Linked DNA regions of Mus musculus: all the other regions are linked to region 5. A link is a contact called in public Hi-C, HiChIP or PLAC-seq and promoter capture Hi-C data. All regions are on one chromosome and are shown on one strand. The core of a region is the stretch at or near the end of the contact, and the rest is flanking DNA. Distances in the headings are between cores, read along the strand shown.

Evidence for each region. Promoter capture Hi-C pulls out the DNA fragments that hold promoters and counts their contacts. A called contact is a pair of places that touch in the nucleus more often than the background predicts. HiChIP or PLAC-seq counts read pairs in DNA pulled down with a chosen protein or histone mark. Capture Hi-C pulls out chosen DNA fragments and counts their contacts.
Region 1: a Hi-C map of B cells shows a contact between it and region 5, with 6 read pairs. The contact joins the promoter of Clptm1 here to the promoter of Slc1a5 in region 5. A contact is called at or near these places in 1 of 484 Hi-C or Micro-C datasets (B cells) and 2 of 115 datasets of contacts at active chromatin or transcription factors (astrocytes and embryonic stem cells).
Region 2: a promoter capture Hi-C map of embryonic stem cells shows a contact between it and region 5, with 7 times the contacts expected there. The contact joins the promoter of Ercc1 here to the promoter of Slc1a5 in region 5. A contact is called at or near these places in 5 of 39 promoter capture datasets (the 3T3-L1 cell line, embryonic stem cells, maxillary cranial neural crest and 2 more) and 1 of 115 datasets of contacts at active chromatin or transcription factors (embryonic stem cells).
Region 3: a contact with region 5 is called in an H3K27ac HiChIP or PLAC-seq map of embryonic stem cells, with 5 times the contacts expected there. The contact joins the promoter of Bloc1s3 here to the promoter of Slc1a5 in region 5. A contact is called at or near these places in 2 of 39 promoter capture datasets (embryonic stem cells and liver), 3 of 115 datasets of contacts at active chromatin or transcription factors (astrocytes, embryonic stem cells and large pre-B cells) and 1 of 9 other capture datasets (adipose tissue).
Region 4: a promoter capture Hi-C map of adipose tissue shows a contact between it and region 5, with 2.8 times the contacts expected there. The contact joins the promoter of Zfp296 here to the promoter of Slc1a5 in region 5. A contact is called at or near these places in 1 of 39 promoter capture datasets (embryonic stem cells), 1 of 484 Hi-C or Micro-C datasets (B cells), 2 of 115 datasets of contacts at active chromatin or transcription factors (astrocytes and embryonic stem cells) and 2 of 9 other capture datasets (adipose tissue and liver).
Region 6: a contact with region 5 is called in an H3K27ac HiChIP or PLAC-seq map of embryonic stem cells, with 4 times the contacts expected there. The contact joins the promoter of Clasrp here to the promoter of Slc1a5 in region 5. A contact is called at or near these places in 2 of 115 datasets of contacts at active chromatin or transcription factors (embryonic stem cells and large pre-B cells).
Region 7: a promoter capture Hi-C map of stem cell-derived epiblast-like cells shows a contact between it and region 5, with 6 times the contacts expected there. The contact joins the promoter of Ppp1r13l here to the promoter of Slc1a5 in region 5.

Annotation. Positions count from the first base shown.
Region 1 is chr7:19,663,754-19,667,182 of GRCm38.p6, reverse strand. Clptm1 (cleft lip and palate associated transmembrane protein 1) reads left to right here and starts at 2,153. Exons shown (of 14, transcript NM_019649.2): 1 at 2,153-2,249. The coding sequence starts at 2,178.
Region 2 is chr7:19,343,613-19,346,671 of GRCm38.p6, reverse strand. Ercc1 (excision repair cross-complementing rodent repair deficiency, complementation group 1) reads right to left here and starts at 1,601. Exons shown (of 10, transcript NM_007948.2): 1 at 1,476-1,601; 2 at 955-1,066. The coding sequence starts at 1,059.
Region 3 is chr7:19,506,861-19,510,211 of GRCm38.p6, reverse strand. It overlaps Bloc1s3 (biogenesis of lysosomal organelles complex-1, subunit 3), which reads left to right and starts at 1,842. Exons shown (of 2, transcript NM_177692.4): 1 at 1,842-1,907; 2 at 2,602-3,351. The coding sequence starts at 2,611. The coding sequence ends at 3,198. Trappc6a (trafficking protein particle complex 6A) reads right to left here and starts at 1,542. Exons shown (of 6, transcript NM_025960.4): 1 at 1,380-1,542. The coding sequence starts at 1,463.
Region 4 is chr7:19,575,702-19,578,787 of GRCm38.p6, reverse strand. Zfp296 (zinc finger protein 296) reads right to left here and starts at 1,501. Exons shown (of 3, transcript NM_022409.2): 1 at 1,160-1,501; 2 at 828-971. The coding sequence starts at 1,406.
Region 5 is chr7:16,779,843-16,783,365 of GRCm38.p6, reverse strand. It overlaps Slc1a5 (solute carrier family 1 (neutral amino acid transporter), member 5), which reads right to left and starts at 2,020. Exons shown (of 9, transcript NM_009201.2): 1 at 891-2,020. The coding sequence starts at 1,465.
Region 6 is chr7:19,602,976-19,606,172 of GRCm38.p6, reverse strand. Clasrp (CLK4-associating serine/arginine rich protein) reads left to right here and starts at 1,687. Exons shown (of 21, transcript NM_016680.5): 1 at 1,687-1,761; 2 at 2,868-2,983. The coding sequence starts at 2,885.
Region 7 is chr7:19,359,798-19,363,254 of GRCm38.p6, reverse strand. Ppp1r13l (protein phosphatase 1, regulatory subunit 13 like) reads right to left here and starts at 2,039. Exons shown (of 13, transcript NM_001010836.3): 1 at 1,939-2,039.

The sequences.
Region 1 (3,429 bases), core at 904-3,403, 2.9 Mb before region 5:
ATTTATCCTTATTTTATGAGCATTGGTGTTTTGCCTGCATGTGTGAGGGTGTCAGGGACCTGTGTCTTCTGAAAGAGTAGCCAGTGCTTTTAACTGCTGAGACATCTTTCCAGGCCCTTATGTTAAGGAGATTTTTAGTTGGAGCTGAGATGGCTTAGCTGTTCTGGAGCACCCGAGTTCCATTTCCAGGACTACATGGCCACTCACAATAGTCTGTAACTCCAGCTCCAGGGACCTGGCGCCCTCTTCTGGCTTTCAAGGACACTAGGCACATATATGGTGCACATCCATACATGAAGACATAAAATAATGAATTTTTTTTTTTTTTTGAGTCAGGGTTTCTCTGTATAGCCCTGGCTGTCCTGGAACTCACTTTGTAGACCAGGCTGGCCTCGAACTCAGAAATCTGCCTGCCTCTGCCTCTCAAGTGCTGGGATTAAAGGTGTGAGCCAGCACACCCGGCTATTTTTTTTTAAAGAGTGTTTTAGTAGGGATATAGACACTCTCACCAATTAAGGGGGCTTGTTTCCAGAGGATCAGTGTTCAGTTCTCAGTCTTCCTGTTGGGTATCTTATAATTGCTTATTGAAACAGGTGAAGTTAGAGATTCACTGGCTTCTGCCTTCTCAGTGCTGAGACTAAAGTCGAGCACCAACACTCCCAGTCCTTGATTGTGGTCTAACAATCTTTGACTTTTTAGTTACTATAAAATTTGAGAACTTTTTGTAACTGATATAATTCACTAACTTTGTAGCTAACAATTTGAGAGATTTTGTATCTAATGTAAAATCATGGTGTTCTTGTGCTGTGCCATGAAACAAACGTTCGTGAACCCCAAAAAGACCACCAAGGAGCCAAATCCAAAGCAATTGCATTAGGATCTTTTTATTCAAGCTCTTGTTGCGGTGTAGCCTAGAACTAGTGCTAGGTACCGGCCTGTTAGTTTACTTGAGTTCAATCTTAAGTCAGATTCTCTGAGATGGAGTCTGAACCCAAAGGAATTGGTCTCTCACTTGTTTAATGTGCTGAGACATAACCTGTAATCCCCGATAGCACTCCTAGCACTCCTGAGGATGAGGCTAGAAGATGCCGCAAGTTCTATGCTTGCCACAGCCAGGGCTTCATTTCAAGACCTTTCCCTTTACCCATCAAAACGAACAAACAAAAGGAGAAAATAGGATTATTACTCTCATGTATGTTATGTTTTAATCCCAGTATTCTGGAGGCTGAGGCAGGAGGATCAGGAGTTGAGGCCGGCCTGGGCTACAGAATGAGATCCTGTCTTTGTGTTTAAAGATTCGAGGTTTGCAAGAAAGCACAGACCCCTAATGGAAGACGAGTGCTAAACTAAGCGGCCTAAAAGCGGCTAAGGTCCGGGATGAAGGTGGCTCAGCGGCTAAGAGCATATCTGCTCTTCCAGAGGTCCCGAGTTTACTTCCGAGCAACCACACGGTGGCTCACAACCATCTATAAGGTGATCTGATGCCCTCTGCTGACATAAAGATACAGTGCTCGTGTACATAAAACAAATAAACGAGTCTTTATTTGAAAAAAGTGACTAGGGTCCCATTTCCAGGTGTGGTGTCCGTAAGAAAGCAGATACGGCCTAAGGATGAACTACAGTCTCCGAGGGTTGATGACGAAAGCTTAAGACAAGGAAATCGCATCAGAAGCGAAAAGAACAAAGTAATGACCACCCCTTAGGTCGAAAATCCGCAGCCAGAGAGGGGTTTTCTCTTCAAGAGGGGCGTGGCTCTAGCGAATCGCTACGGTGGCCGGAAAAGCTCCGAAACCATCGACTTTGTAAAACCCGAGAAGAAACGGCCATCCGAACTGCGGTGGAATTGCTTGGGAAGACCATACAATCAAAAAAATAACCATCCACCTTGGCCGAGTGTAACAAGTAGAACCCATGAAAAGAGCATTTCCTGCTATAGAAAGTTCAAGCACTCGGAGAAGTCACTCCCTGCTAGACCAAAACAACCAAATTGCGGTGAAAGGGGCGGACGTCGAGTACGGTGGCCTAGTTGGTCCTTCAAGAGGGCGTGGCTTGAGGCGCTCCATTCTGATACGGAAGCCTGGTGGGGACGGGTTAAGCGTAAAATCTCGCGCGATCGCGCTGGCGCCGTCGGGGACGGGGCGGGGCTGGCGGCGGGGGCGGGGACCCGGAGCAGGAAGATGGCGGCGGCGCAGGAGGCGGACGGGGCCGGCAGCGCCGTGGTGGCGGCCGGGGGAGGCAGCTCTGGTCAGGTACGGAGGCCGAGAGGTGCCTGAGGGGGCTCTTCCCCAGCGGGGGGCACCCCTGCAGGGAGTGTCTTGTCCTTTTTGGAGGAACCCGGTGCACCGGGGGCTCCATGCCCCAGAGGGACCTTGAATATTGGGCCCTGGCGGCGCCCGGCCGCCCAGGAGGCCGGACGGTGGCGGGAACCCGGCCCTGTTGCGCGCCGGGTCTCCTGCAGGCTCGCGCCGGGCGTCCAGCGGACTCCTTGCTCGAGCGGAGGAGAGGGTGGCGCGGAGGGGCGCAGACTCGGTCCTCGACTGTGTGGTTCCAGCCTCCAGCACTGTTTCTAGAGAGGGCTGGTGTTCCTGGTCCGCTCCGCAGTGCCCGAGATCGGGGGCAGTGGTTGGTTAATTGAGAGTTTTCAAGCTCAGGGCAAATACGGTAATTGTGGTGGGTAGAGGGCATGGGCTGCGGAGGCCGACCGACCCATTTCACAGACAAGGATCCGAGGGACGACAAGACGAAGGCGCTTGTAGAAGGTCACCCAGGTTAGTTTTGGTGTCCGTTCTAGGAAAAAGCTGACTGTGGGTGGTCTGGGCTGAGATGGGCGCTGTTTTAGCCCAAGCTGATCAAATAAATAGAGAAATAATTGATCCAGGCGCGTTTGCCTCCCAACCCATTACCACCTCAAATAAACTGAGACCTCAGAGCATAGCAGTTCACTCAGGCACCGTGCAGGCTTCTGCTGGAATTGATGGAGTGGAAGCAAGGTGCTGTCGACCCACCCACTGGGATGTCACTGCCGTGTAGGAGGCAGCTCAGGGGTGAGGAGTACCGACTGGGAGGGGTGCATGTAGCTGACTGGATGTGACCTTGGACAAGTTTTCTTCCTTTGGGTCTTTATTTCCCCAGTGGTTAATGGAGGACTTGGGCGAGAGGGCCAGCCTTATGGCTATAAAGATGTCTCCAGTCATGTCCCTGCAGTGAGGGGAGTGGGAGAGGAGATGGTAGCGTAAACAGACTCGGGAAGTGACAGAAGTCGGGATGAGGGGCTGTAGGGTCTCAAAGGAGGGGGACAGATACACTCAAGTGATGAGGTAGAACCCACCTTTTCTGACTGAGTCTTTCTGGCATTTCCAACCAGACCTTGGGTGCACACAGCTCAGGAAATTGCTGGTTTATCCCTGCTGTGGTGAATACACCAGCGGG
Region 2 (3,059 bases), core at 352-2,851, 2.6 Mb before region 5:
CACAAATGCCCTGGCAAGTACACCCCCAACCCACACTACATAAAGAAATGTAAAAACAAAGCAAAATAATAACAGAAAAAGGTCAGATCCAAATCCATAACTTGAAAACCCAGAATACTGCTTATACAAAACCCATAGCTGAGTTTAGTGTTGTGAAATGCACCTGGAAGTTCCTATCACTTGAGAGATGGAGACAGGAGGATTGCTGCAAGTTTTAGGTCATAGCAAGGCTCAAGAAAGAAAAAAAGAAAGAAAAGAAAAGAAAGAAGGAAGGGGGGGCAGGCAAGATGGCTCAGTGGGTAAAGGTACTTGCCAGCTTCGTGACCTCACTCAGTTCAGTCCTGAGGATCTACACAGTACAAGGATAAAATCAAGTCCCACGGGTTATCTTTTGCCCTTCACAGGAGCTTCACAGCACTCATCCATGTGTGTACAGACAGCACAAAGACATGTTTTAGAGGCCAGAGAGATGCCTTCTCAGTTAAGAGCACTGGCTGCTCTTCAAGAGGATCTGGATTCAATTCCAGGTCTAGGGGAGCCAATGACTTCTGGCCTCTGCAGGTCTACATGCATGTAGTGCACAGACATACAGGCATGCAAAACATCCACACAAAAAACAAAAGGATGTTCCATTGCTATAACCTCAGCACTTGGGAAGTGGAGATGGGAGGAACTGGATTTAAGGCCAACCCTAGCTACACATCAATTTCAAGGCTAGCCCAGGAAACATGTGACCCAATCGAAGACCCAAACTAAACAAACAAAAGCTATCACTGGCCATTGCCCAGCTGCCAGCCTCTCCCTTAACCACCCTGTCATGCCATTTTACCAACGGGCAAACCGAGGATTGCAGAGCATGGCAGGTTATTTTTCCAAAGCAACCCAAGCCTAAACTCACACCGTAGTCCCAGGGATCCTTTTAACTCCCAAGAGCCCCCAAGTCTTCGCTCTTACCCCTGCACAGGGCACCTCTTCTTCCTCCAGTGGGATAACAAACTTCCTCCTGGTGGGTGGTCCTGAGGGCTGTGGCCGACTTTCCTCGTCCTTCCCAGGGTCCATCTGGGGCCTGAAAGGCGTGGCGACATCGTCGTAGGCATTTCCATATTCCAGAGGGAAACTCTGGCTCACAGTGGTATCCCCACCCCATCCCACAAAAGGTTGCCCGGTTCGCTAGCGTTAGGTTCCAGAGGACCAACCAGTGGGCCCGCCCCTTTCCTCCTTCTCACTCCGGATTGGTCTACGGGTCTTATAGCCCCGCCTACCTGCTATTACTCCCGCACGACACTCGCTCAGAGGCAATTGGCCCCGCCCCCAGGGGCACACCTGGATGCTTTCGCCTCGCCCAGTCCCGGCCTAGTCTCAGCCTCCGCAATGATTGGCTTCTTCCGCTGCCAATCATCAATCCCCGGCCTCCATCCACCTCCACCCTGTCCCTCTCGGTCCTAGCTCTGCGTCTAAGCACTGCCAAAACTCACCTGGTCTTTCCCGATGCCTAGAAGGAAATACCACGGGGGGAAACAGAGGCGACACAACGCCAGCACAGCCAGCACAACTCCTGCTAGACTCACTTCCGGCCGCTCTGGCCCTTCGCTCGTCTCGCTGCTCCCCGGAGGAGTTAGAGCGGGGAACTCTATTCGCGCTGCTCTCTATGGTCCTGGAGGACCGCTGTGGTTTGGGGCGGATGGAAGCTTGTGCATCTTGGTACCTGGGAGACTTTGACTTCAAGTAGTTGTGTTCCAAGGCCCTCTTGAGCGCTTCCCAGACTCCAGATCCGGCTCAGTGATGATCAAAGGAGGTGGGGGAGGGAAAGGAGGAAAGGAGAGAGAGACAGAGACAAAGAGAGAGAGAGACAGAGAGAGAGAGAGAGAGAGAGAGAGGAGGGAGGTGAGATTTCAGAGGACGCCCTCCCTGTAAGCGTGGGTGGACTCAGCCCACAGACATTGACTCACTCATTCTAAGCCATTCCCCACTTGCATCCCAAGCAGGGACTGATACCGACAGCTGTGGCTTAAAGTCCAGTGGGACAGTCAGACAGGGACAACCCAGAGCGGGCAGGGTCGGGAAGGGAGAGCCCAGAGGACATTGAGCCCGTGTTAGGGGGCACCTGACCCAGCTGGGGTGTGAGGACGGGCTTCCTGAAGGAAGGGACACCTGTGTTCCGAGACCTGGGCCCCATGAATGACTTAGTATGACTCATTTCCTGGAAGGACAGTTTCACCCCGTTCCAACTTGTAGTTCTGTGATTGCTAAGGAAATAGTTTAATGGTCTTATATATTTTTTGTTCTTGCTCATTTCCTTTGCCTATTCCTTTTAACAAAGATTGGCTCATATCCTTTGCCCATTTTTTCGAAATGAGCAATTCAACGGTTTTTTAAATTAAAAAGGGGGAGGAAAAGGAGATGAGCATCTTTTGATTACCGCCCATTTGTTGGAGTGATGCTTAAGGGCTGATGCTGTTAGTCACTTCATTAGGCTGCAAATCTTTCCTTCGAGTTCATACTTTTAAAAATTCTCCATTTAAAATTTTGCATGCATTTACCAACGTATTCTCCATTTTCTTTTGGTCTTCGTGTATTGAGAGAGGGCACGCCCAAAGGTCATCATATGTAATCCCTCTATATCTTTTTTAATGTTTTCCTAGTTGTGAGGTGTGTGTGTGTGTGTGTGTGTGTGTGTGTGTGTACAAGCACATGCCTACGCTGTGAATTCTAGGCAGAGACACTACTATTGAGCCATGGCCCCAGGCCTTTGGAAGTGTGATACAAAACAGAACTATTAATAGTAGCCAGGCGAAATGGCTCACACATTTAATCCCAACACACGAGGCAGAGACAGGCGGATCTCGGTGAGTTCGAGGACAGCATGACCTACAGAGTGATTTCCAGGTCAGCCAGAGCTACAAAATAAGATCCTGACTCAAAACTAGTTAATTTATCAAATTTAATAGTAAGTAACCGTTGATCCTAGGAAGGAAAGGGGTTGAGCTGCCAAGGAATCAGAGTGCCGTGCATAAGCCTTGCCATTAGAGGGCGCGCCTGAACCGTGTGTTCTGTGAAGG
Region 3 (3,351 bases), core at 593-3,092, 2.7 Mb before region 5:
TTTTTTTTTTTTTTTTTTTAAGACACGGTTTCTCTGTATAGCCCTGGCTGTCCTGGAATTCACTCTATAGACTAGGCTGGCCTCAAACTCAAAAATCCGCCTGCCTCTGCCTCCCAAGTGCTGGGATTAAAGGCGTGCGCCACCACTGATGCAGCACTCTGGGATGCAGAGGCTGACTGTACCACACTGGAGGCGCAATGTGCAAACCAGACACGGGAGGGCCCATAATCCTAGTACTTTTCAGGCAGAGGCAGGAGGATCACCAGAAGCCAGCTTGGGTCATACAGTGAAAACCTGCTTCAAGAGTCGGGTTGGCGTAGGGATACTCAGGGAAGAAAAGAGAGAGCAGAGCAGTCTCTGCAGCAGGTCTTGAACTCCCACACAGTCATGGAAGTTCAAACTGCCATGTAGCCTATAAAATCAGGGAGGCAGCCGGGCGTGGTGGCACACGCCTTTAATCCCAGCACTTGGGAGGCAGAGGCAGGTGAATTTCTGAGTTGAGGCTAGCCTGGTCTACAGAGTGAGTTCCAGGACAGCCAGGGCTACACAGAGAAACCCTGTTTCGAACCCCCCCACCCCCACCCTCCCAAAAAATCAGGGAGGCTCCTGAGACCTGATGATCGGGCCACACTCCCACTAACTCTATTACCTCAGCTGTAGGGCCCCCAGTACGGACACAGTCGGTGGCAGCAGTTAGGAGCTACGAGGAGAGCCCTGGGCAAGCTCATATCTGTGCAGGCTCACAGAAAGCTATTTTAATCTCTTTATTAGAGTCAAGGTGACACAGAGCAGAGAGGAAGCAGGCTCCCTCCTTCCCAGAGCATGTGCCTCTGCACAAAGCAGCTTCTTCATGACCTCCCTAGGATGAGAAGGAAGACAATGGGAGGTGGATGGGAGTATGACACACAGGAAGGCACAAAGGAACACATAAGTGGTGGTAACTATTATTGATTACAATATTTCAGTGATCCCAGCGCCACCTTCCACATTACCGGGTGGGGTCTTTACTCATTACAGGGGCAAATCCATACTAAAAAACTCACTGTGTGCTGGGGTGTAGCGCGATCAGCACGCACTTTATCCAGCACACAGGCAGAGGGGACAGATGAGACCGGGTATGGTTGAGGGTGCATTTTCTAAGGAGGAAACGGAAGGATAGGAAGATTAAAGATGTTGAGTTGCATACTAAGTGGGTGGTGAGGCGAGCCCTCATCTGAGCCCAATAACAGCCAATTACCCTAATTATCAACGGCGCCCCAGGACGAGGCCTAGAACTGAGCGCCTTGACCCAAGTCATCTCGCTCCGCCTCAGCAATGACCTGCCATAAGGCTCGATCACACCCCACTTCTCCACCCCGAGGCCACGGCGTGCCGCTCACCCCCGAGCCTGGGTCCGGGTCCGGGGCCCACAGCTCCGCCACCATCTCGGTGTGCAGAAACTCGAATAGCACCGCGTCCGCCATACGCCGCCTCGCGACCCTCACGCCTGGCCAACGCTTCCGGCTCCCATTGGTCAGCTCGGGAGGTAGGCCCGATCTGATTGGTGATCCTATTTAGCTCCGCCTGCTTCTTGAAAGCCAGGAGGCGGGTCCACCGAGCCCCTTCCTTGGCCGCGCTGTTAACATCTTCCGCCCTTTCTTCGCTTCCCTCCCTGCTCCCGAGTCTTCGGACATCCAATTGGCTGAGTCTCTGATTCCTGTGAGGGTCCAAGATTAAAAAAAATAAATTTACGCGTCAAACGGAATTTTCCTAAATACATAAGCAAATAAATAAATAAACCCACACTACGGAAGCGACTTGTCTAACCGCTTTCCTATTGGCCATAACTCGGCTCACGTGACGCTGCGAGAGACCGGCTCACTTCCGCCAGGCAGCGGACCCCTTGGGCTCGGAGCCTCGGAGACCCGGTATGGCCTTCCTTCCGGGACTCTGGTGTCGGTGGCTCTTGTTAAGGGTCCCCTCGGGCGGCTGTCCTTTCTGTTTGCCCTGGTGCCTATTGCGGCCAAGTGCTCGCTGGCCAGGAGGACAGTGGAGGGTGTGGCCTGTGCTGGTGGGACTCTGGGAACTCTTGGTTACAAAGCTTTTAAAACTTACTTTATTATTGTCAGTATTATTTTGAGACAAGTTCTCACTATGTATGTAATGTTGGATGGCCTGGCACTATTGAGGATCAGGCTGATCTCGAACTCACAGAGATCTTCCTGCCTCTCCTCCGGTGCTGGGAATTAAAGTCATTATTATTATTTTATATTAGTTAATGTATATATACGCGTGCGTCTCTAGCACGCGTGTAGAGCTCAGAGGACAACTGTACGGGCCTCAGTTCGCTTCTTCCACCATGTGGGTCCCTGGGTTCGAACTCTTGGCGTCAGGTTTGATTGCAAGTGCCTTTTCCCAGCTGAGCCATCTCGTGTGACCTAGTTCTAAGGCTTTGCCTGGACGGTCCTTGATGTCCCCGGTGTGCACACAAATGATACAGAGGTGCACAATTCCAACCCATGTGTACACGAGGAAACTGAGGCCCAAGTCAGGACTCGCTGGGGATGGCGGTGAAGGGGCTGGGACTCGGGACCTCACGTCCGCTCAATTCCTCTTCTCCAGCTCCGTGCCATGGAGTCATCCCAGGGTCGGCGGAGAAGGCCGGGGACAGTGGTACCTGGGGAAGCTGCGGAGACCGACTCGGAGCTGTCTGCATCCTCGTCCGAGGAGGAACTATACCTGGGTCCCTCGGGCCCTACGCGCGGCCGTCCCACGGGGCTGCGTGTGGCCGGGGAGGCGGCGGAGACCGACTCGGAGCCTGAGCCCGAGCCCACGGTTGTGCCGGTCGACCTGCCCCCGCTCGTGGTGCAGCGCGATCCGGCGGAGACTTGGGGCACGGAGGAGACCCCTGCCATGGCGCCTGCGCGCTCGCTGCTGCAGCTCCGGTTGGCTGAGAGCCAGACGCGCCTGGACCACGACGTAGCGGCTGCGGTGAGCGGCGTGTACCGCCGTGCGGGTCGCGATGTGGCCGCCCTGGCGGGGAGGCTGGCGGCTGCTCAGGCCACCGGGCTGGCAGCCGCCCACAGCGTGCGCCTGGCGCGCGGGGACCTCTGCGCGCTCGCCGAGCGCCTGGATATCGTGGCTGGCTGTCGCTTGCTGCCGGACATACGAGGGGTCCCTGGTATGGAGCCCGAGCAGGACCCGGGACCTAGAGCCTAGGCTGTCACTCTGTGTCCCCCCACCTGACTCTGCCTCTTGGTGAACATTCGTACCACCTGTGGCATCTGACTCTGTTTTTGTTCCTGGATCACCGAGGCCTCCAATGCGTGGTAGCATTTGATCAATGCCGACAGAAGCCGAATCCTCGCATCT
Region 4 (3,086 bases), core at 252-2,751, 2.8 Mb before region 5:
ATAACAGTAATACCAGCTGCCTAGGCTAGTATGAGACCCCGCCTAAAATGTTAAACTTAGCAGTGACCCACATCAAGTGCCCCTATTGCTATTCAGGTGAACCCATCTTAGCCCCTCCCTTAACCAAAGCTGATTGGATTACAGACCCTCCCTGGCCCAGGCCCAAATAAAATTACATTTCCCAAGTTCCACCTGGGCACCACACTGGGAGCTGGAAATTCAAGTTCGGATCAAATTTTAAAATCTCACAGCCAACAAGAGCTCACTCGATGGACCAACCATCACGCAGTTTTAATTCCTCTCCATATAGGACAGTATGCAGCACCCAGACCAGGGGCTTCCCAGGGGCTGGGAGATCCGGAAGGGGAACAAGCCTGATGCCCCTTCCTTGGTTCTGAACTGTCTGAACCTCAATAAGAAGGATCAAAACACAATAGGTGCAGTACCCTCCATTCGGCTCCCCAGGCCACTGTCCCATCCTCCACCAGGTCCCTACTGCCAACCCCGGTCCAGCCACCTGGTCAGTTATTTCTGTCCACGGGAAAGGAGAAGTGAAACTAAATTAGGGGTGTATGGCAAAACCCCGGGCCAGTCTTCTGGGGCTGGCCACACCTTGTGGGTGGCCTTCCTCTCGCTGCCCAGCCCCCGCCCCATCTCTAGTCCCTGCCCTAGGACAGGCAAGACCAAGCCACGCCTAGGTTCTACCCTAAGGGGATCAAGGAGAAAAGGGAAGTAATGATTGGTGCCCCATCTGTCCACCTTAGCTCCTCCGCAGGGCAGGAAGCCCAACCCTGGATCAGGAGTGAACTGCACCCTGAATTACTTACCTGAGATGGGGTCGGAGACTTGGAGAAGCTGACAGCCTTGTTTTTTGTGATCCATGAAAGCGATGATGGCCCCTAATGGAAAGATCTTCCCGCAACGGCCGCAGGTCAACAGATCTGGGTGCTTGTCGGTCCATGGCTGGCGGTCTGCAGGGAGGAAGCGGGTGGTGAATGGTGGGGTGGAGCCCGGCTCCGGGTGAGGGCTCCAAGCTGGAGAGGGGGAAACCCGGAGATCAGAGGGGAGGGCTGGGGAGGCCAGGCTGGTCCCGGGGCCATCCCCAGGGGAGAAGCACCGAAGGTCCCGATACTAGCAGGGGCGAGGGCTAGGGACTCACCGGAAGACTTAGAACTCAGAGGCATCCGCGGGGCACACGTGCTGGGCGCGCCGAGTGGGCGCGAGGCAGTTTGGAGTTGACGCTTCACATCCGATATGGGCATGTCCCTCGCGATCCAGGGCCCCTGCGCCAGGGACCTCAAGTCGAGGTCCGGCTTTACATCCATGACAAGATCGGGCATCTCAATGTCGGTGTCGGTATCGGGATCTACGCGGCGAGGCACGCGGCCGGCCTTGCGGCGGGACATGGGGAGAGGGCGCAGATCCAGGTAATCCGCGCGGTGGCCAGGCGCTCAGGTGAGTGAGTGGCTCTGGGCGACCCGCGCCGAACTTTTTACACGTGCTGGTCCTACCTTGTCTCCGCCCACTGGGGCGGGGTCTTTACGGGGCCAGTCTCGGAGGTCAAACTCGACCTTCCCCGCCCAGCCCGCTGCCCAGGGACCTGTATGCAAATTGTGCCCTCCTCCACAGGCCTTGATTTCACCCGGGAGGGTGCAAAAAAGCTCTTCTCAATATCCCTCTCCTCGCCCCCACCCCACCCCCCGGCCCTGGTGATACCTTAGCATCGGGATCCCGCGCCTCACGCCCCAAGCGAGAAGTGGTGGACATCTCACTGAGGGGACGTATACTAAGAAAATTTCACTTTAAACCATTTTCTTTCTTTTTTGTCTTTTAAGCCCGAACTAGCTATGTAACGGATGATGGCTTTGAACTTTCTGATCTTCCACCTCTCCTGCGGTGGTTTTACAGGGTGCATCACTACACCTGCATTATGTGGCACTGGGCATGGGACTCAGAACCTCTTGCACTCTAAGCAAGCACTCTCCACCGACTGGTCTACATCCCAAACCAACCCATTTCTCCAGTATCTAGCACGCCATAACCCTTAAAATGTGGGTATGGAGGGCGGCAGTAAGAGGGAGTGGTCACTACATAAAATGTCCATAAAGTGCACGCCGTTAATCCCAGTTCTCAGGAGGCAGAGGCAGGCGGCTTTTCTCTGAATTTGAGGTCAGCCTGGTCTACAGAGTGAGTTCCAGGACTATACAGAGAAACCCTGTCTTGGAAAAGCCCCCCCAAAACAAACAACCCCCCCAAAAAAACCAAAACCAAACAAAAAAAATTTTTAAAGCCTTTTTTTTTGGGGAGGGGGGCGAGGTGGTGGTAGTACACACTGTAATCCCAGTACTCCATGTTGGAATCAGAGGCAGGAGGATTACCCAAGAGTTCCTGAGATCAGCCTGGTCTATATAATGAGTCCCAGGACAACCAGGATATTATCTGGGGAGATCTTGTCTCAATAAGTAAATAAATATGAAGACCTGAGGTTTTTGAGGGAACGGAGAAAAGCCAGGAAGGAGCCTATGCATCCTGAAATTACAAGACAGGGACTTGGGGTAGGGTCACATCCAGAGGGTCCTTTGGCTACTTGAGGTTAGTTGGTTTTACTGGTACCAGGGGCCTGGGAAGGTTTGAAGCATAACAGAAGTATTGTCTTCCTAATCCTAGGCTATGAGTTGAAACCAAAGGGCCAGCTGTCCTCTCTGCCCCCCCCCCAACTTCCTCAGATATGAATTCTCTCGGGTACACAGTTTGAAGTGGCATTGTCACCCTGCCCCACCCTCAATCCTTTCTGAGTTCTCTTTTCTTCCTGGCACCCACCACATCACAGTAGGAGTGTTTGCTGAATGTCCTCCCCCACCCACCCACCCCAAGCTCTGGTACATTTAGGGCCCTTGTGTGTCCGGCCCCAGGTGTCTTCAGGCAGCCCAGTGAATTCCAAGGCCAGCTCTGAAGTTCCTCATATTGTTATTCAGGCACAGACTCAATTGTCCTCCGGAGGGCCCAGGGCCTCCCTGGCCAGCATATCTAAAGTAGCCACACCCTGCTGAAGGCCTTGCAAATTACTCCCTATGACCTCCATATGT
Region 5 (3,523 bases), core at 771-3,270:
TGTCACTCTCTGCTTTGGGGAAGGCACTGAAGGGGACATACAAGAGGAAATGAGATGGTAGGGCAGGGAGGGCGAAGGCACCGGAAGTCTGACTGCCTGGCCCAGGTGAACCAAGTAGGGTTAGAGGGAACAAGAAGCTGTGTTCCGGGGACATTCGAGCACACTCCTATCGCTGGGAATCAGGCAGCCTCTCACATCACCATTGGGCCTCCACCGGCTCATAGGAGTGAAAAGGTCACAGACCCTGGGTCCAAATCCTTATCCAGGAGCCTCATCTCTGCCCCTCTGCCACAAAAGAATCCCTCCAGAAGTTTGCACAACGTTCTTGTTTGTTTGTTTTTGTGGTTCTTCATAACTTTCATGGGGGGGGGGTGGCTCTTCTTAGGGCAGTCCTTGTATCTTTTATAACACTTCCCTTGCAAGCCAAGGAAGGAGGCCGAGGCAAGAGAGCAGCCTGAGATACTTGTAGCAGACTTGTTTTCAGTAAGCTAAATGATGCTCCTTCATCCCAGCCACTAGGGTGATGGAGGTAGGGCGCTAAGGAGAGTTCAAGGACAGGCTTGGCTGTACGAGACCCTGTACTGTCTCCAAAAAGCGTAACAAGACTAAGAAGGCTTATTATTTTTCCTTCCTCTAAAAGCCCTCCATGTTTAGGCCCGCCCCCAAATTTGGAGAACTTCCGTAAAAGTTCACCCTTCCAAGATGTTAGCGGTCCTGTCACCGTTACCTTATTTTCCTAGATTCTAGAAGGCATGACTCAATCTGGAGGACTCAACCTTGGTGACTAGTGGCGGCACACACGGGTAATCCCTGTACTCAGAGGGGGTAAAGCAGAAAGATTGCACGCTTGCACTGGCCCCTAACCACCCCACTGCCTGGCGGGAACGTACCTCACGAGATCTAGAAAGGAATCCAGCACCTCTTTGGTTGGTGCACTGCGGGCACAGGGGTCTACAACAGAGTCGTTGATGGAGGTGATGGCGGTAACGGCGGCGCCCGGCTTCAGCGCCAGGGCCAAACCCACGCCGAGCGCCGACGCGAGCAGTGTGGTGACCAGGAAAAAGAGCAGCGCCCAGGCGCCCACACGACCGAGCGCGCTAGGGTCCAAGCTGGCTGCACCTCCGATCAGGCTGCACACCACGAGCGGCAGGATGATCATCTTCAGCAGACGCAGCAGCAGCTCTCCCGGGAAGGCGAAAGCGGTCAAGCGCGCGGGACCCAGCGCGTCAGCACCGCCCGCCGCCGAGACCCCCAGCCCCAGCCCCACGCCAGCCACCACCGCAGCCACCGTGAGCAGCACCAGCAGGTTGGCGCGAATGCAGCGGCGCACCCGGTCACGGGAACCGCAGCAACCACCTGCTTTCGCACTCTGGTCCTCTCTGGATCCCAGCGCGGGGCCACCGTTCGCGGTGGAATCCACCGCTACTACCCCTTTGGGGTCAGCCTTAGGGGGATCCACTGCCATGCTGAGCCGTAACAGGGAGGTTCCTTGTGAGCCTGGAGACTAGGTGTGACGTCCTTAGGACCGAGAATGGAGGCTGAAACTTTGCAGCGGTCCTTGAAGTTATGCGTCCACCGGATCTCGGAAACTGGAGGGTCCTAGGCTCCCTGAGCTGTATGCGGAGATCCCTTTATTTTTCCTGGTGATGTCGAATCCCCGAAAACTGGGAGTTGAGAGCGCCTTGTTGGAGTAGGGAACAGCTCTTCAGAGGGTTCTTTGACTCCCTGAAGGAGTAAGGAAACTCAGGTAGCTGAGGTCTTCAGGAAGCTCAACCCAAGTGGCATAGATCCGGGATGCCTTGCTCCGGGAGACCGAGATCCCAGGATTAGGACGCCTGGCTCTCGGACTCTTGGGTACTGGAGCCCTAGAAGGAGTGGACCGAGCGTTTCGGGCTCTGGAGAGAAAAATCAAATTTCCAGATGCAAATAGGAAGCAGCCCGGGGGATATGGAAAGTGGCGCCAAGGAGAAACCTCCCAGGCCGCGCCGCGTGTCTCTGAGGCTGCTAGACGGAAGCGACCAGGATTAAAGGCGGAGGGGCGTGACTTGAAAAAGCGGAGGGCGGGACTTGAAAAGGCGGAGGCCGTCCCGCAAGCGCTGATTGGTTATGGAACATTCGGCGCCAGGTGGCGAGCGAGGGGCGGAGCCAAGATCACAGTGGGCAACCTAGGGTGAATAACAATGCATAGCCAGGGGCGGGGCCGGGGCAAGGGCATCGAGCCAGAAAGGGTGCAAAGCCTCCAAAAGGGGCGGGGCGTTGGGAAACTATCCAACCCACACCCACCCACACGCACCTCACCACTGGTCAAAAGAATCTAATTGTGGATCATATCTGATATTCCACAGAAGGACCCCTAGAAAGGGCAGACAGATGAGTGGCACACACCTTTAATCCCTGCTCTCAGGAGGCAGAGGCAGGCAGATAGATCTCTGTGAGTTCAAGATCAGCCTTGGTTGGTCTACAGAGCGAGTTCTAGGGCTGCCAGGGCTACATAAAGAAAAAGAAACCCAGTCTGTAGAAACAAATTGGGGAAAGGGAGGGAGGAGGGGCCAGTAGGCCCCAACATTGAATGTGGGGGATTTGAACTCAGGCCCTCATGCTTGAGCTGCAACCCAGTCTCTTTCCTCAGATAGTCACAGATTGGGTCCTCCCCACAGGAGCATGGCACATGCAACACACACAAATAAACAAATATATAAATAAATGTAGCAAAAAATATTTAAATGGCCAGTTCACCACAAACATTCTTAGTTTAGACACTGTTACCCATCAACTGTAAGAATAACAGACTTAGAGAGGAGGAGGAGGAGGAGGAGGAAGAGGAGGAGGAAAGAGGTCTGCTGAATCCAGAATCTTTGGGACATGTAGGGTGGGGAAAATGAGGCTGAAGTTTGTGGATCAGGATTGGCTAGGAGCGTTCTGCCCCACTGCCTGCCCCTAGTAAGAGAAATACTCAAACTGGTTCCAGCCAGCTCTTTGGCCCAACCTCCTACCCGGATTCCTTGTGATTTCATCAGTGGGAGAAAGGTCTGGGGCTTCCCAAAGGGTGAAGCAGGGTAGTGAGAGGCTGGGCTGAAGGAGGAGGACAGCCAAGAGTCCCTTCCTGAACTCTGTTGACCACTTGAGAAACGCCCTGAAGAATGGCTCTTTTGGAAAGTCTGGAGCTTGCCTGGAGGTGGAGCAAAGGAGGCTACAGGGCTCAGTCTGTTCTACCAGGCGCTCACCCGCAGCTCTCAGGACTGCAATCCCAACTATGGAAGGATTCCAAGGTCATGACCAGCCTGGGCCACAGACATCAGAGTAAAGATGGGAATGAGGGGCTGCTGGGAAAGGCTAGCCTGAGAGAGGGCAGGGAGGGCTTGTTGGAGAAGGAAGCAGGGTTTCTTCGTGTGACTCTGACTATCCTAGAACTTGCTCTGTAGACCAGACTGGCCTTGAACTCCAAAATCCACCTGCCTCTGCCTCCCTGCTGGTATTAAAGGCATGTGCCGCCACCACCACCACCACCACCACCACCACCCGG
Region 6 (3,197 bases), core at 438-2,937, 2.8 Mb before region 5:
TGGAACAAAACATTTGTAGTTGAGAGGTTGGCCTGATGGCTCAGTGGTTAAGAGTTATTGCTGCTCTTCCAGAGGACCTGGGTTCAATAGCAGCATCTACATAGGAGCTCACGATGTGTGATGGCTATTCTTGGTTGTCAACCTGGCTACATCTGGAACTAAAACCCAAAAATGGGGGGGGGGGCATGCATGTGAGAGATTTTTGCTTAAATTGAAGTAGGAAGATCCACTTACTTTTTAAAAAAGATTTTATTTATTTTATGTATGTGAGTACACTGTCGCTGTCTTCAGACATACCAGAAAAAGGCATTGGATTCCATTACAGATGGTTGTGAGCCACCATGTGGTTGCTGGGAATTGAACTCAGGACCTCCAGAAGAAGAGTCAGTGCTCTTAACCGCCGAGCCATTTCTCCAGCCCCTGGAAGCTCAATTTCTAATCTGGATCTTGAGATGGGAAGACACACTTTTAATCCAGCTCTAATCTGGGCCACGATTTCTGCTGGATTGTATATAGGGATGTGGAAGAAGGAAGCTTTAGGTATTTGCCTGCTTGCCATCGTCTTGCTAGCAAGTCCATTCCTTCACTGGCGTTAGAGCCTTCTCTGTGGTTCTAGTGTATACTGAAGACCAGCTGAGGCATCCAGCCTTGTAGCCCGAGCATCTACTGATCTACTGAGTTCTTGGCCTTTCTGTTCCTAGCCTGCTATTGTTGAATTAACTGAACACAACCTACAGATAATTTTTATTAATCCCACATATATGTCTGTGTGTATACATATATATTTATATATACATATACACGTACATATATGTATACATATATATGTACATATAGGATTAAATAAAATTATATAATATATATGTGTGTGTATACATCTCAGAGAAACATACACCTTCAGGCATACACATAATATTTTTTTTCCGAGACAGGGTTTCTCTGTGTAGCCCTGGCTGTCCTGGAACTCACTTTGTAGACCAGGCTGGCCTCGAACTCAGAAATCTACCTGCCTCTGCCTCCCAAGTGCTGGGATTAAAAGGCGTGTGCCACCACTGTCCGGCAATATAAATCTTTTAAAAAGACTTTTCTATTTTTGTATTTTATGCATATGGGTGTTTTCTCGGCATGTATGCACATCAGAATAGGGCACTGGATCCCATAGGACTACAGTTAAGAGACTGGTTGTTGGGCTGGTGAGATGGCTCAGTGGGTAAGAGCACCCGACTGCTCTTCCGAAGGTCCAGAGTTCAAATCCCAGCAACCACATGGTGGCTCACAACCATCTGTAATGAGATCTGACTCCCTCTTCTGGAATGTCTGAAGACAGCTACAGTGTACTTACATATAATAAATAAATAAATCTTTAAAAAAAAAAAAAAAAAAAAAGAGACTGGTTGTGAGCCCTATGTGAGTGCGGGCAATTAAACTCAGGACCTTGGCGAGAGCTTCCAGTTCTCAATCGATTGTCACCACTCCAGCCCCTAAAAGAAATAAATCTTTAAAAACAACAACAAAACGTGTCTGGAATTCTGGGTTCCTCTACTTAAGCTCTCACTTTTAGGACAGGTCCCAGATGGTGCCACCCTGCAGGCCCCGCCCATAATCGCGAGAGCCACGCCCACATCCCAGAGCCCTTCCTCTCGACCGCGGAAGTGCCTTTTGTGCAGCGCCGCCTCTCTCCTTCGCTCAACCTCTCACTTCCGCTTCCGGTGTGGGTCGTGAGCGCGCGCGAGCGCAGCAGTGGGAGGCGGCGACTGGCCGGTGAGTGCAGGCATCCGACCCCGACCTCCCGGCTTCCGAGCGGTGGCAGTCGACCTCATCCTTGTCCGAGGCGCTCCGGAGATCACCGTGGGTGTCCGCCGGGCCCCGACGGCGGCCCCGCCTGCTTCCGCCCTGACAGGCCTCAGGCTGCGCCCCTCGCCCCTCCTCAGGCCCGAATCCGGGCTTTGGGGTTCGGCACGGACCCTGGTCCCCAGACGCAGCTCCGTCCCTGTCTTTCACCCATCGCTCCGGCCCAGGGCCGCACTCTCTCTTTTTAGCCTGCCTGGCCGGCTTCACGTCCCTCCTTTAGAGCTCAGCCGCCTGACCATCTTCATCCTCTGTCCACGCCCTTCACCTGGCCTCACCCCCCTCCCCAAGCGTGTCTGGGCTGTGCTGTTGCCTCTCTCCACTAACCTACCTTACAACACTGCTGCACCCCCCTCCCGTACCATGCATGGTTCCTGCAGAGGGATCTTAGGGGTTCTTGTGAGCCCAGCCCTGGCAGCTACGGATCGGTTTCAGACATTCCTTTTATTTCAAAAATTCCATTTTTATTTTTCCAGACAGCATCTCACTATGTAGCCTTGGCTAGCCTGGAACTTAGTACATAAACCAGGCTGGCTCCATACTCAGACATCTGCCTGTCCTGCCTTCCCACTGCTGAGATTCAAGGCATGCACCATCACTCCCAGCCATTTTTTTTTTAATTAAAGTAGGATCTCCATATTTAGGTTACACTGGACAGTGTAACCAAGGCTGGCCTTGAACTCAAGACAGTTCTGCATCAGCCTTCCAAAGGCTATCTACTCTATAGTCTTTCATATGGACTTTAGCGAGCAGAATCTAGGAGGATTTTTTTTCCCAGGAGAAGATCTTACCTAGGTCACAGAGAGCTTTCTCATAGTTCTGGAGCTACTGCCACAGGACTGTTAGGAGTCCTTTTGTGCACTCAGCGTCCTGGTCTGCAGCAGGGTCTCTCTCTCCCCTGAAGCCATGGGACTTGGAATTTAGTCCATCAGGATCAACCCCAACATGTCAGAGGACTGTAACTCTACCCACGTGGTCTTTATAGTCCCTTTGACATGTCTGGTGCCCTCCTCCCTCAGGCAGAAGCCTCAGCACCATGTGGCACGAGGCTCGGAAGCATGAGCGGAAACTTCGAGGCATGATGGTGGACTACAAGAAGAGGGCGGAGCGGCGTCGGGAGTACTATGAGAAGATTGTGAGTGAGCAGACTTGAGTGTGGGGCGGGCGGGCTCCAGAGGGAAGGGCCCTGGGCTTGGAGGTGTGTCAAGGCAAGAGCTCTTTTTCCTCACAATCCTAGTCGTCTTCCCCCACACCCCCTTCCACTGTGGCCATTTTTCTATGGTGTTGGAGATAGAAGTCTGGGCCGTGCAGTGCACCACCTGAGCTGCCCTTACCCCGTCTCTTGTTAG
Region 7 (3,457 bases), core at 790-3,289, 2.6 Mb before region 5:
CGCGGGCAGGTTCAGAGGGAGGGATGAAAACCCAGTGTATAATTTTTTTGTGAGAGTTCTTGGTCGGTTGGTTTATATCTCCCTGGCTTGTCTGGAACTCCCTCCTGAGTGCTGGGATTAAAGGCATGGGCTACTGCCACCACTGAGCTTATCTTGTCTCTCTCTCTCTCTCTCACTCTCTTTCTCTCTCTCTCTGCTATACTTAAACTCTCATTCCACCTGCCTCCACCTTCCCAGTGCTATGTACCCTAACAGTCTTTTTTATGCAGTGTTGGAGATTGAACCTGGGCTTCCTGCACGCTAGGTGAGCACTCTACTGGCTGAGCCACACATCAACCCCTTCCTTCTGCGCTTCTAAGAGCTGTGCGTTCTGTTGCCAGTGGTCTCAACCGCCTGAGCCTCTAGACCACAGGACCCTAATTCTCCCACCAGAGAGCAACAGTGACTATCCCCAGGAATGTAGGGCTACGGCAGGATGAGAGGCCCTGGAAGGTTCCAGACAGAAACTGGAAAGTTCCCAGGACCAGCCTCAGTTTCCCCATTGCTAGGGAGGCATCCTCTCGGGGGTCAACGAACTCCACTGAAGGTGGAACTCGCTGTTTCTACCTTTGGGTGATTGCCAAATGCCTGTGTGGACAGAGAGACCCATCCTGACCTGAGCCTGGCAGGACACACACAGCCTGTGCTGGCAGCTGTGGCTATTGTTCCTTAGCTTCATTTCAGGCTGTCACTCCAGCCCAGGCATTCGCAAACACCCTCCCTCTTCAGACCCTTCTCCCCCACCAGCTTCGTAATCCCCCTACATAAGGGCTCAGAGGTGGAGAGACAGTGGGAGGTGCGTGCCTGCCCCTGCCCTCTCCCTGGCTCAAGGACAGACAGACACCTCCAGAATTAGCCTCCCTCCCTCCCTTATCTCCCATAATACCTCAGGTCAGACAGATGGAAGTGGAGGCAACATGCCTCACCTCTGGGTCACAAGGAGCCCCACCCCAGGAGGAAGAAGGTTAATTAGAAAAGCTGGTGGCAGTGAAGGAATTCCTTCCACACACAGACAGCTGTCACAAGAGCGAAGGAGACGTCCAATTCAACTGCCTGTATGGCCCGCCAGCCTGTTTACCACTTCCATTCTCTGTAACGCATAACGCAGCAGTACACGGCCACAGAAGCCTACCAGATCCAGCCCTGCAGTCCTGTTATTCTGCCCTGGGCTCTAGAATGACTTTACCAAACACCACCTATTTCCCATCCCGTGGGGGCAATAAGAGGTCTGACTCCCGCTTCCGCTAGGGGGCGCTCCTGGGCGAATGTGACTCCTCTGGTTAGGCAGGTCTGACGCCCCAGCTAATGACATGTTGGGGTTCGCTCAGCGGCACAGAAGAGGTTGGAGAGCTGCCCCGGCTTCTCACTCCCTGCCCCCATCCCAAAACCAGAAGGTGGGGTGTAGCGCACACAGCCTCCTGAGAAACCCACGCCCCTCGTGCTTGTCCCACTCTTTTCGAAGACCAGGATCCACTAGTCCAGTGCCACTAATTTTACTCAAACACCTAGTGGTTCGGTGCTGAAGGCAGCTGGAGGGTGACCGGGCGCCGGACCATTCTAGAACGTCCTGATCTCCCACATCTGCCCCAAATACAGAGACCCGGGACCTCAACAGCACCCTAAGACACTTCCAAGGGTCCCCAATTAAAGTATTCAAAAAATTCCAGCTCCAATAACTCCCCAGGACCAAGGGCTCCGAGCACCACTAAGAGCAGATGTCCAAACCCCCTATCCATCTGCCCAGTAAAGTCGGCACCCCAGTTCCTTCTTTCCAGGGATCCAGGCGTGAGCTCCCCACACTATTCCCCTGGACTTAAGGTCCGAGTTTCCAATAAGTCTTCCCAGGAACGCGGTATCCGGTTCTGGGGTGGCTGGACCCTGGGTGGGGGTGGAACTCACGCGTCGGGGCAGATCCTGGCACCGGGGGGCTTTTCCTCGGGCTCCGGCTCCGGCTCCAGCGGCGGGGAGCGGAGGACGGGGCGGGGCAGTCGCCTGGGAACAGGTTAGACGACGTGACTCTGACTGGAGGGAGGCGTGTCCCTCGGAGGAGGGGGAACTGCGGTTGCCTGGAGCACCTTGGGATTTGTAGTCCCGAATGGGCGAGGCGCCGCCAGGGACACTTCCATTTGGAGTCAGACGCGATCCATTTGACAGTCAGCCAGAGCTAGGTCCAGAAGATCATGGACGTCCTGGACGGCGAAATGCACAAGAATTTAGACCCTCACCTCACTATGGGTACAAGGGAAGAACCCCTGAGCCCTTTCCCACTCCTCCAGGCTCAGTGTCCCCTTGCCTGAGTGAAGATTTGGACACTTAAGGAGGAGATGGGAGGCGCGGAGAAATTCACACGACCAATACTATGGCGAGAAAAGGACCCACCTTAATCAGGACTCCAAGCCCCGGGTTATCTGTCTAAATAAAACAAAAAATAAAAATAAGGGGCCTCTAATCCTAGTACTTAAGAAGCAGAGACAGGCGCACCTCTGAAAGTTCAAGGCCATCCTGATCTACACAGCGAATTCCGAGCCAGCCTGGACTACATAAAGAGACCCTGTCTCAAAAAAACAAAACAAAACATCACAGCATTGGCGATTTACTGGCGTGCCTAGCAACAAGCTGAACTACAATCCCCAGCAGACTCCTGACCGACGTCCATCGCCAGCCACCTTCGAGTTATCTGGGAATTGGAGTTTTGAAGCCCACAAAGGGCGAGCCCCAGAGTTTCTCGCCCACGCGCGAGGGTGGACACATAGTCTGGAGATTCCTGGCGGAGGGAACACTCCTTCGTAGCCTTGGTGACCTCTGTTCTCAAAAGCCTCAGAAGAAGGGGGGAGCATCCCAATGCTGGAGGAGTCTCCAAAATCTCCGCAGAAGGGGCGGGCAGCGACGCTGACACACCGGCCAGGAATGCAGTCGAGTCTCCCTGTCTCGCCACCGTCCCGCGGCTCCACCCGCCACCCCATGCGCTGCAGTCCTGCTGGGAGGGGGCGTGGGCACGTCCCCCAAATCCCACGTGCACGCGCCGCTGTTTACTTGGGCCGCGGAGCAGACAGGGACCGACCAGCTGCACCTCTACCTGCCTCGGAACCGTGAGGAATACTTCCCATTCCGGACACTAAGTCCACGAGGACATCTACAAGTCTTCCCTGACACTAACCCTCACCCCGTTTCAAGCCAGGCTCTGGGGCTCTGGGGTCCGAGGCTCCTCCCATGACTCTGCAGACTCCTCCCCCTCAGTTTCCCGCTTCCCCTAGACTTCAGAAGCTCCGCCTCTGATTGCTATTAAAATGCTCCGTTCGTACACTTTTCTCTATTTTCCGACCTGGTTCAGTTAAATCTTCCACGTTCGCTGCACCAGGGACTTCCGAAGATACACTCTAGCTTTAAAAGTACAATCGTGACAACCAGAATTCTTACC